3 separate regions of the Mus musculus genome follow, and all the other regions are linked to region 2. A link is a contact called in public HiChIP or PLAC-seq and promoter capture Hi-C data. All regions are on one chromosome and are shown on one strand. Each heading gives the region's core, a stretch centred on a gene start, on an enhancer-like site or on the middle of the called end of the contact. The rest is flanking DNA. Distances are from core to core; before and after follow the strand shown.

Evidence for each region. Promoter capture Hi-C pulls out the DNA fragments that hold promoters and counts their contacts. HiChIP or PLAC-seq counts read pairs in DNA pulled down with a chosen protein or histone mark.
Region 1: a contact with region 2 is called in a promoter capture Hi-C map of stem cell-derived epiblast-like cells, with 6 times the contacts expected there. The contact joins the promoter of Dnajc5b here to the promoter of Cp in region 2. A contact is called at or near these places in 14 of 39 promoter capture datasets (the 3T3-L1 cell line, HPC-7-derived erythroid cells, cranial neural crest and 7 more), 1 of 115 datasets of contacts at active chromatin or transcription factors (microglia) and 1 of 9 other capture datasets (liver).
Region 3: an H3K27ac HiChIP or PLAC-seq map of heart atrium shows a contact between it and region 2, with 7 read pairs. The contact joins the promoter of Trim55 here to the promoter of Cp in region 2. A contact is called at or near these places in 7 of 39 promoter capture datasets (hematopoietic stem and progenitor cells, hippocampal neurons, liver and 3 more), 3 of 484 Hi-C or Micro-C datasets (the HL-1 cell line, cardiomyocytes and muscle stem cells), 1 of 115 datasets of contacts at active chromatin or transcription factors (heart atrium) and 2 of 9 other capture datasets (adipose tissue and pancreatic islet).

Annotation. Positions count from the first base shown.
Region 1 is chr3:19,506,497-19,510,466 of GRCm38.p6, reverse strand. It overlaps Dnajc5b (DnaJ heat shock protein family (Hsp40) member C5 beta), which reads right to left and starts at 1,872. Exons shown (of 5, transcript NM_025489.3): 1 at 1,761-1,872.
Region 2 is chr3:19,955,969-19,959,596 of GRCm38.p6, reverse strand. Cp (ceruloplasmin) reads right to left here and starts at 2,348. Exons shown (of 19, transcript NM_001374677.1): 1 at 2,168-2,348. The coding sequence starts at 2,313.
Region 3 is chr3:19,643,088-19,646,559 of GRCm38.p6, reverse strand. Trim55 (tripartite motif-containing 55) reads right to left here and starts at 2,100. Exons shown (of 10, transcript NM_001081281.2): 1 at 1,784-2,100; 2 at 1,114-1,286. The coding sequence starts at 1,951.

The DNA.
Region 1 (3,970 bases), core at 623-3,122, 450 kb after region 2:
GTCCGCAGTTACCGATAACCGGTGCGGGAAATGAGGTGTTCTCATTTTTCGAGTATTCTAAGCTTGGAAATGCACAGAGTTAGCTCAGATATAAACTAATTTAACATGAGTCAAGGACAGCGTGTACTGGAGCTAGCTGACAAGACTGGAGCTGTGGCTCCCAGACAACACACTTCCCTGTGCTGCTGTCCTCAGGACAGGAGGGGCTGGGGCAGTTTCCTACATGATCTCCCTACAACTCTAAAATCCTGTGCCACGTGGCAAAGTTCATGAATATTCCAGTCAATAAATGTAAATACAGATGAGTTAGGAAATTATGTTTTCTGTTTATTGGCTTACATAAAGCCTAAGCCTGGCTTTTCGGTGTCTATAGAATGAAAGAAGTCTAAAAACTGATCAGTGAAAGTTTAGTTTTCAGAGTCTTAAGAAATTGGACCATAACTCAATTGTGAAAAATCATAGCAACCTTCCAGATGAAAGTTGAATGTGTGCTATACAGTGAGCAGGCACTTCTGCTTTGCTCTGGGTCCCTCAGCAGAGGCAGGCGGATTTCTGAGTTCGAGGCCAGCCTGGTCTACAAAGTGAGTTCCAGGACAGCCAGGGCTACACAGAGAAACCCTGTCTCGAAAAAACAAAACAAAACAAACAAACAAACAAATGTCTCACATGCTATGGGTTACTGCTGCTTTCGTAGAGTGTCGGGGCCCTGGTCTTACTGCTGTGATACACATGCATGATTGTTGGAAGCTGAGTGAAAACTGTATCCCAGGTGGATTTGATCCCCTTTCTTGTCTACTGTGCCTGGTGTGTCCTGTAGGTTACTGATCCGAATCAGAGCCCCAGGCTGCTCCTTCCACAGTGTCCTAACACGGCTCTTGCAGACCATGATCAGAAAAGCCTGTTTGAGTAGTCCTAGCCTCTGACTGTGGAGTTGCTCTGTGTTAAGACCCAAGGGAGTCCAAACAGAGATGAGTCAGGGCCTGGCACCAATCCTAAGCTCCGCCTGCTGCTAAACAGAACGGCTATTTGCTGTCACTTGGAGTCTTTCTAGGCCTCCAGGAAGAAACAAATACTTTAGAAGCCAAAACCCCAAAGCAAAGTAAAGAAAACAGAACTGTTCACACGTCCAGCAACGATTCACTGCTGAGTCCCTAGACATGGGAGGAGTGGAGTAGGGGTAAAAGCAGATGAACTGTGCAACTTGACTTCTCAACCACAAGGCCTCTCTCTCTTCCACTGTCCCTAGGGGTGGCCTTTTGCCTCTGAAGTCTTGGAATTTCAAAACTAGACTTTGAAGTTAATCTCTATTGTTAACCCATAATACACCTTTCTCCTCCTTATATTAATTTTTGTTGTATTTTTAAAACCATCTCTATTAAAATTATTCTTTCACTTAAATATTTAAAATATTCACTCTTCTCTGTCATCCTGGGAGAAGTCACTAAAAACCAAAACTCCTGTGTAGAAGAATATCATAGAATGAGTGAGTCCCTTTAGAAAATAACCACGAACTGACCACTGGAGACACCAGTGCTTTTTGCACTTTCCCAGAAGTTGAGGAGGGGCCAGTGGTTATCTGAGAACTTTATAAATGCCTGTGTTTTGTGGCTTCATAGCCTCCTGGATATACCAGCTTTACTTCTGCTGGAAGCCCCTCTGGATTCCTACCATCCCTTAAAAAAAATAGGTACCCGTGTAAGTGTCTTCTTTTCCTTTAGACACTATTGAGTCCTGTGATTAGCTTAGCAAAAGTCATGTACCTTGTACCTGAACTGGAGGCATGGCTGGCTGATCCTTCTGGGTCCTTCCACGAGTGTTCTTCCCCTGCTCTGTCAATAACTGAGCCTCCGTTGCTTTTCCTTCTCAGATGCTAAGCTCTAGTCTATGCTGGGTATTGTGATGTCATAGACTAGAATTTTCCCTACCCCCACTACCCAGCTGAGATCTTCCCACCCACATCACTAACAGTCTCTCAATTTTCATTTACTTTAGCACTCAGGACCTTTTGAAATCTCCGGAAAGAAACATTGAAGACTGTGGTGGTTGGAATATGCTTGGACCAGGGAGTGGCACCATTAGGAGGTGTGGACTTGTTGAAGAAAGTGTGTCACTATGGGGGTAGGCTTTGAGAGAGCTTCCTACTAGTTGCCTGGGGATGCCAGTATTCTGTTTATCTTTTTTTAAAAAAATTTTTATTAGGTATTTTCCTCATTTACATTTCCAATGCTATCCCAAAAGTCCCCCATACCCTCCCCCCCCCACTCCTCTACCCACCCACACCCACTTTTTGGCCCTGGCATTCCCCTGTACTGGGGCATATAAAGTTTGCAAGTCCAATGGGCCTCTCTTTCCAATGTTGGCCTACTAGGCTATCTTTTGATACATATGCAGCTAGAGTCAAGAGCTCCGGGGTACTGGTTAGTTCATTATGTTGTTCCACCTATAGGGTTGCAGATCCCTTTAGCTCCTTGGGTACTTTCTCTAGCTCCTCCATGGGGGCTCTGTGATCCATCCAATAGCTGACTGTGAGCATCCACTTCTGTGTTTGCTAGGCCCCGGCATAGTCTCACAAGAGAGCTATATCAGGGTCCTTTCAGCAAAATCTTGCTAGTGTATGCAATGGTGTCAGCATTTGGAGGCTGATTATGGGGTGGATCCCTGGATATGGCAGTCTCTAGATGGTCCATCCTTTTGTCTCAACTCCAAACTTTGTCTCTGTAACTCCTTCCATGGGTGTTCTGTTCCCAATTCTAAGAAGGGGCAAAGTGTCCACACTTTGGTCTTTGTTCTTCTTGAGTTTCATGTGTTTTGGAAATTGTAACTTATATCTTGGGTATTCTAAGTTTCTGGGCTAATATCCACTTATCAGTGAGTACATATCATTTGAGTTCTTTTGTGATTGGGTTACCTCACTCAGGATGATGCCCTCCAGGTCCATCCATTTGCCTAGGAATTTCACAAATTCATTCTTTTTAATAGCTGAGTAGCACTCCATTGTGTAAATGTACCACATTTTTTGTATCCATTCCTCTGTTGAGGGGTCTGTTTACCTTTCTGAACAAGATGTAGAACTCTCAGCTCCTCCAGCACCATGCCTGCCTGGACACTGCCATGCTTCCTGCCATGATAATATTGGACTGAACCTCAGAACCTGTAAGCCAGCCCCAATTGAATGTTGTCCTTTATAAAAGACACCTTGATCATGGTATCTGTTCACAGCAGTAAAATCCTCACTAAGACAAAGACCATCCATCTCACCTGCTTTACACATAATAGCATTGATAGCCTGGATGGTGAAGTGTCTGAGCTAACTAGAGCCCAGAGGCCCTCTGTGTTGTGCTCTAACCCTTCTGGACACATTGCATTTATATCCTGATCTCCTGTCCAGAGTTCAACAACAGCAGGGGTTTCTGGCAGGAAGCTCAAGAGACTACCTGCATCTGCATGACACGAAGCCATCCAAATAAAGTGCATTGCAGTAATTGAGCATTCGCAGTAGAGACCACTCATTTTTCTAACAACCTATAGATGCCAGGAAGAGCTTGTCCTAACCTGGACTCAGAAATCCTGGCCCACCAAACCAATTCTAGAATAGCAAGTAATGTGACCTCTGAGTAATTGATGTTTTCACAGATTTGATGATGAGTAAGAAAGTCAAAGCTACTAATCATATTTACTGCAATGACACATCACGTTCTAGTATTTACTAGAAAAGGAATATCAGTAAAGAAACAGATTTCTGCTATAATGTACTTCATATCCCCGTCTCCTTTTTGTAGACATTTCCCCATGATGTTAAGGGATTATCTTCATTGCGTGAGCTGACTTGTATCTTTCAGAGTATCGAAGGGGTGAGGGAACACATATCACACATATCATTTGTAATACCAACAAATAACTTTTTATATCATGCTTCAACATTTACAAGCCATTTTCACATATATCATTTCATTTAATCACATCTCAGTGA
Region 2 (3,628 bases), core at 1,099-3,598:
TTGAGCCAGGTCTAGGAACTTGGATATCTACATAAGCAAACAAACAAACAAAAATGAAGTAATGTAAAAGGAGTATCTAATACTTGACATTGCAATATGACATTGCTACTTTCTTTAGCTGTTCTGTGATATCCATATGTGGCTTGTGGAGCCCAGGTTGAATATATCTGACAGTAAACAGGAAAGTTATACATGAACCTAACCAATTGCAAACTGCTAACATCTAACTAGAAAATTTCCACTTTAACTAATTAAATGTATTCTTCAACCTAGTCTTTCACCTGCCACTTATACTAGGCTCTTTCCTGATGTATTCTTCAACTTGTTTATTTCTCCTCTGCTTTGTCCATTACACGAGGAAGAGAATGACCCATGTCTGGTGCCATTTCATCATGCCTCATGTACTGATTCAAACATACCACAGATTTAGGACAAAGGACATAGATAAAAGTTGCCACCACACTCCTCTGGTAAAGTTCAGCCCAACATGGGCAAAGCCACTGAAGGTGCAGCCATTGTTTATGTAAATGGGGAGAGAAAAGATACAGATTCTAAGATGCTGGAGAAGCCACAGGAGACTGTAGAACAATAATTAAAAAGAAAGCTGAATGCAACTGAAAAACTGAATGCCATGTTTTCCTTCTGTGCACCCTTGAGTGTCCCTATTAAGTACTAACAGGGTAAGCAAGCTTATACTCCACGCCATTAGAATATTTACAACAAAGAAATCCCTCCCTGAAGTTCTTATCAACCCTCTTCATTCTAATACTTCGTCGTACTTAGAGTTTACCACATTGGAACATGGCCAGTATGTTGCAGTTTATACTCAGTGGACTGACTTGATTTTTTGTTTTTATTTTATACAATAGCAGGGGTGGGTGGAGCAATGAGTAGTACAGCTTTCTACACAACTAGGTACCACTGAGGTACATACTCAGTCCAGTACCTTTTTTAACAACATACTTAGCTCACATTGTACTTAGTCATGGAAACAATGAACCACACATAATTAGGCTTCTCCAAAGAAACTATAAGAATAAGACCAACTCTTGGGAAGAAAATACAACCTCAAAACCATGTTTACAAAATCATAAGTTCTACTTCTCTTTGTAATCAGTTATCAAATTCAAAACTTTTTCTTACTGATTATTACTAGGTTAATAAAGTAACAACCTGATATTATTAGTAGTACTGCACATTTCTTACCATGAAAAATTTAACCACATATAAAAGTAAACAAAATAGCATGTACCCATCAATGATTCAGTGCTTACATAATTTGGCTCAATAGAGCAGTTTTTATGGAGAGAGTCTTAGCAGCTGCTGTTCATTTCACTCATTTGAGTTCTTTTGTCATTCTAATACAGTTGCTAATATACTAAATATTTGCTTTGAATGCCAAGTTTCCATTTGTTGGTAAATGTTTAGATACTATTAATAGTGATGACCTCAGCTTAGAGAAACTTCAAGGAGACCCTACTATTCAGTAAAAGAATGCTGCATATATAAAGCAACTAAAGCACAAAGACATTTAAGTTACATGATATTTTATCAGGACCTCATAATAAGAACATAACATTTCTTGCACTTGTTATGTGGGGAGCACTGTGCTATAAGAGCTTTGCCTGCAATTTTAAAACAGCCCTGTGCTTTATAACTGGGCTGTCTCATTTTATAGATAAGGACTCAGAAACTGTGAGAGATTAGTATGACTCCTTTACTGTCCTGAATCACACAGAAAGTAGTAGGCAGAATCTTCTTTCTTTAAGTAGTATTTTATTTCTATATTTGATATTTTCAAGGATTAAAAGTACTGTACTTTCACCCTTAGGAACAAGTAATGGTATGCTTGCATTTTATCCAGTAATTGTTTGAAAGTAAACAACTTCTGCATCCAGAGACAGAACACATTTGGGAGATAAAGGCGAGAGAAACCACAACCATAGGAGAGAGTAAGAAACCAGTATAGCTCCCTCAGACCAAGAAAGAAGAGACAAGACAGCTTCACAATAACAAATATTAGGGACATAAAGGAAATCAATAAAAGCATTGATTTTTTCAAGTCAACATTTTACATTTTCTATGTTTACGTTACTTTCCTTGTTGGCTTCATTTTCTTTAAGGTAACATGAATTTGGCCCATAAAGAACAAAAAATAGTGACTTACGTGTCAACTGAAATAAGTTTCTTTTCTTCAGTGCCAGAAGCATAGTCCCAGACTGCTTCAGTAATTCCAATGAAATAATGCTTATCTCTTGCCAAGGCTAAGGAACTATACAAAAATATAAATGTGCTAAGCAGCAAAAACTTCATTTTTCTCCCTCTCGGAGCCCACGATGCAATAAAGTGAAACCAGAAGCAAGCAATTTTATAAATAGGGCTTCATTTGCTTGGCTGACACAATTTAATGTTGCAAAAGAGTAACTAATTTCTTTAAAGCAAATAGCATTTTCCAACTCAGATTGGTTCTGGTAAACCACGAAGGGGAAAAACCAAAACAAACACAGTTCCCTGTGGCCAGGCTTCTCTAACTACAAAGGAATGTCATCTGTTTGTGTTGGACATGCACAGCATGCGCAATTCTGCATCTTCTTCCATTCATCGTGTAAATTCCAGGAGGGCAGAGACCATCTCTAAATGCTCCCTTTGTTCTTCTAGCAATCCCAGGCACTACACCTCACCCAGAGCCAGTTTTTAATAAGCCAAGGAAAAATGAATCAAATATGTCATTGTTAATGATTTTTAGAAAACTAACAAAAACTTACTTGTAATTTTGAAGATATGAAACATATTTAGCACATCGTAAAAGTAGCCAATAAAAATTTCATTTAAAAAAATTTTTTTGTACTGTGTGTTATAGAGACTTTATCAGTTGACATGGATTGCTATGTAGAAATTAATAGAAGAACATACCAGGAAATGATAATTTTGTTTGAATGATAGAAGTCAGTCACAAGGGCTGGTGAGATGGCTTAGCGGATAAGAGCACTGACTGCTCTTCTGAAGGTCCTGAGTTCAAATCCCAGCAACCACATGGTGGCTCACAACCACCTGTAATGAGATCTGACACCCTCTTATGGTGTGTCTGAAGTCAGCTACAGTGAACTTATGTATAATAATAAATAAATCTTTAAAAAAAAAAAAGAAGTCAGTCACAAACCAAATAAGCTATGCATAATGGGGAAACTGGCACATGACAATCTGTTGAATCTAGGATTTTAGTACCCGTCTGTACAATGAAGTAATACTCAGAGAGAGAGAGAGAGAGAGAGAGAGAGAGAGAGAGAGAGAGAGAGAGAATGGGCAAAGAAGGAAGAGGAGGAGAGAAAGGAAAAGAGATAGGAAAGAGAGAGGAAAAGAAAAAAATCAACCACAATTAAGCCTGTTTTCAAAGGCAAAGAATGATTTTACTCAACTGGAAAAAGAGCTTTGTTTATTAACCTAGAATTTCTCTCTGTAACATGTATGAGAGCTTTAAGGTAAAAGATTTTTGGTTAGAACTCTGTCTTCACTTGTGGCATGTATCTAAATGTATAATTTTTTTTTCCTAAAGTGAAATGCAATCCTGATGATAGCAGTTACTATTTTGTGTTAATAAAGCGATTGTTGTTATTGTTGTTTTCTTGTA
Region 3 (3,472 bases), core at 851-3,350, 310 kb after region 2:
CATGCCTTTTAGGAATAAACTCTGTAGTTTTGTCTCTAGGAATGTAAAGCTTATGTGGTGTGATAAATAAGAAGCCCTTTTAAATGTCCTAGTGAATGGATTCAGGTGACATACCAGACAATCACCAAGTGCCTGCAAAGAGTATTGTATAGCAGGGAACCAGCCTGAAATGTGTCCCCCTTCCCATTTCTGTAAATGACACTCCTTCAGGCCAGCATTATATCTTGCCTTGAATGTTCCAATGAGCCAATATTATGACAAGTGATGAGGTCAGCGTGTTTTTAAAGTATAAGTGTTACTGTTGTTTAGACTGTTTTAAAGCAAGATAACTAGGAACTGGAATATTTTGGAAGATGATGTTTCTTAACTTATATGTGCTTGTGCTAGGATTTTTCTGTATCAAAGGATCTGGAGTTTACAAACTGGTCATGTGTCATCATGTCTATTGTTGTGTTTTATAAAAAAGAAGCCAGGGATATGTTTGGTGGAGGCACAGTATGGTATGGGGAAGGAGGGCCCATGCTGAGCCATCCCTTCCTCCTGAGATACCAGCCACATGAAGGAATGTAGTATAGAATAGTTTATTTAGGGCATGGGAAGGGGAGTTGAGGGAATAGGAGAGAGAGAGAGAGAGAGAGAGAGAGAGAGAGAGAGAGAGATGGCCAGTGAGCACCACATGGAGAGATGGGGGAGGGGAATGAGGAGAGACAGGACAGAGGGGGAAGAGGGGAAGAGAGCAAGAGAGCAAGAGCAAGAGAGGAAGAGGATGGGGAGGCAAGCAACCCCTTTTATAGTGAGTCTGGCATATTTGGCTGTTGCCAGGTTACTCTAGGGCAGAGCCTAGAAGAAATGCTAACGTCTATAGTGAATGTAATACAAGGCTGTGAGGTGGATCCCACCTCTATCAACATGACTCTCTTTGATGGCACAGAAGCATGCGCACTAGCTCCCTTCTTTCCTCCACACACAACTCTGTCTCATTGAAAAGAAGTGACGTGGAAAAAGCCTTTTAGTGAACAGTTAACACATGACTGGGAACAAACATGCAGTGTATCAGCCCACTAAGACGAAAACAAAACATCCAGTAAGTCTAGCTCTCAGAGCCGCTCTTACCTGGTGGATTCCTGCTTGTAGATATCAATAATGTTTTCCACGAGCAGGTTCCTCTGCAGTCCATAGACCCCATGTCTGTCTAACACCACCTCATGTCTGCAGGAGGGACAGCGGAAGCGGCCCCCTGATGCCACGGTGGTGCCTCCTCTTGTGGGTAAGTACGGGTTAGAGGCCTGTTCTTGCCAAGCAAGAAAAAAAAAAAAAAAAGGAACTGAGTAATCCCACAGACAGCTTTTTGGAGACTTATTTTCACTCTCTGACACTCCATACAATATGAACTCCTTAGGGCTTACTGTACCTGGTCCTGAACCACAAGGCCCTCCCTGGTCCATAGCCATCTCCAGTACATCCTGGCCAGCAAGAGCATTTTACCCCTGCCGTTCCCTAACCCAGAGTTCCAACCTGAAGTTCCAATGCTCAGACATGAGCGGTAACATTTTCAATTCTTAAACAGATTCAGTGGATCAGTTTTGTTTTACTACAAACAAATCTGCTTCTAAGAATTAAAAACACAGCAGGACTTGTGAGGAGCAGGTTGACAATCAAACCTGGGGAAACAATTCAAATACACGAACAGTCTCAGAAAACTCTCTAAGGGAACTGGGCTTTGATCTCAAAGACTGCAGGAGACAGGGACACTCTACAGCTTCCAGATTCCAAACAAACCTACCTGGAAGATGTCACTGGCACATTTCCTGCACAGGTTGTGCTGGCAAGGGAGAATGACCACAGGCTTCGTGAACATCTCTAGGCAGATGGGACAGATCAGTTGCTTTTCCAAGTTATCCATGGTCTGCTGCTCTTTGGAGAAAGACTTGTAATTCAGAGAAGTGCTCATTTCCTTGCCGTCCCTGTCCCTGAGTGTGCTGCCAAGGGAAAGGTGCTCCCGAACGGCTTCTGTAAGTGGTTCCTGGAAATAATTCCAAGGACTGTATGATCAAGTGTCCTTTATGTCTCTCTCTCTGTGGAGGACATTGTTCCAGGCCTGGCTCAGATGGGTGACGGAGCTGTTTTTAGCAACCCAAGGTCACATGACCCTGGACTGACTTGTCCATATAAGCCAGTGACAGGCAGATGGATTCTGACAGGTGACAGAGAACAGGAGTCAACATTCTTGCCCTGGGGAGTAAGAGAGTGGGTGGGAAGGGGATTACAAGTCCCATTTAGCAGGGGTTATGAAGGAGGGCAATCTGAAGCCCACAGTTGTTAACAACAAAAGCAAATGTGCATGCTTAGTATCTGAGCCATGCCCTCGTGAGCACTTGGGAAGAACTTAGTGACAGGCTTCTGTAGAATGCAGCGCTACAGTGTAACTGTATAAGAAGCATTGTTTCTTCAGACAGCAGGAAACAAGCCAGCCAAAGGAACATGGTAGCAACTTCTCAGGTGCAAGTAAGCAAAGCTTGTTCTGTAAAAACTCCATCCTGATCTGACCAGGGCAATAGTGTAAAAAGCCATCCATGATATTAAAAATTTCATGTTTGCCAATATTACAGTATAGGAAAATTCCAATTTAAGAATGCTTTCACCATAAAAGAGTGTACTTAGACACTTACACATGTATGTGTGTGTGTGTGTGTGCATGTTTACATGTGTGTGGGTGAACATGTTGTGCACATGCATGTGGGGGACATGTGGCTGCTATCAAGAATCTTCCTCCATCACTCTATATTATTCATGAAGTCAGGATATCTCAAGTGAAGCCAACATTAGCCAAGAGGACAAGTCTGGCTAGTGTCTTGCTTAGAGGATTCCTCTGGTTTCCCTGAAATTACAGGTGGGCAGCCACAACTGGCAGGCATTTACGTGAGTCCTGGGGATCTGAACTGGAGTCATCACACTTGTATATCAAGGGATTTATCCACAGAGCCATGTCCCCAGACCTCTTTTTTAAAAAAATTAAGAACCAAAATGTTGAGTATGTGGCTCTCCACACACAGCCCTCGTTCATCCTCTACCCACCCCACATACACCCTAAAACATAGAGACAATCTGTAAGAGTCTTTTTAAAATTAAGCTTGCTCTGTGACAGTAAGACTCAATGGGATAACAGTTGGCATGTGCATTACACACTATAATTGCACTTCTCCACCTGTTGGAGGAAGATACCAGTGCCTTTGATAGCTGCAGTGAATAAGGTGTCCTATATAACTTCCCAATCTGCTCCTAAATGTTTGGGCATTTTAGCCTTCATTCAAGGTCATGTTTTAAAATGATAATAACCCTGGTAATTTCTCATATTCTTGGTCTGCTCTTGAATCATGAACACAAATTCTGACATTTGCCAGGAATTTGTAAAAATGTTAATCAATATGTGTTGTATGTAAAACCAGGAATCAAATAAAAATGCAAGAGAAAT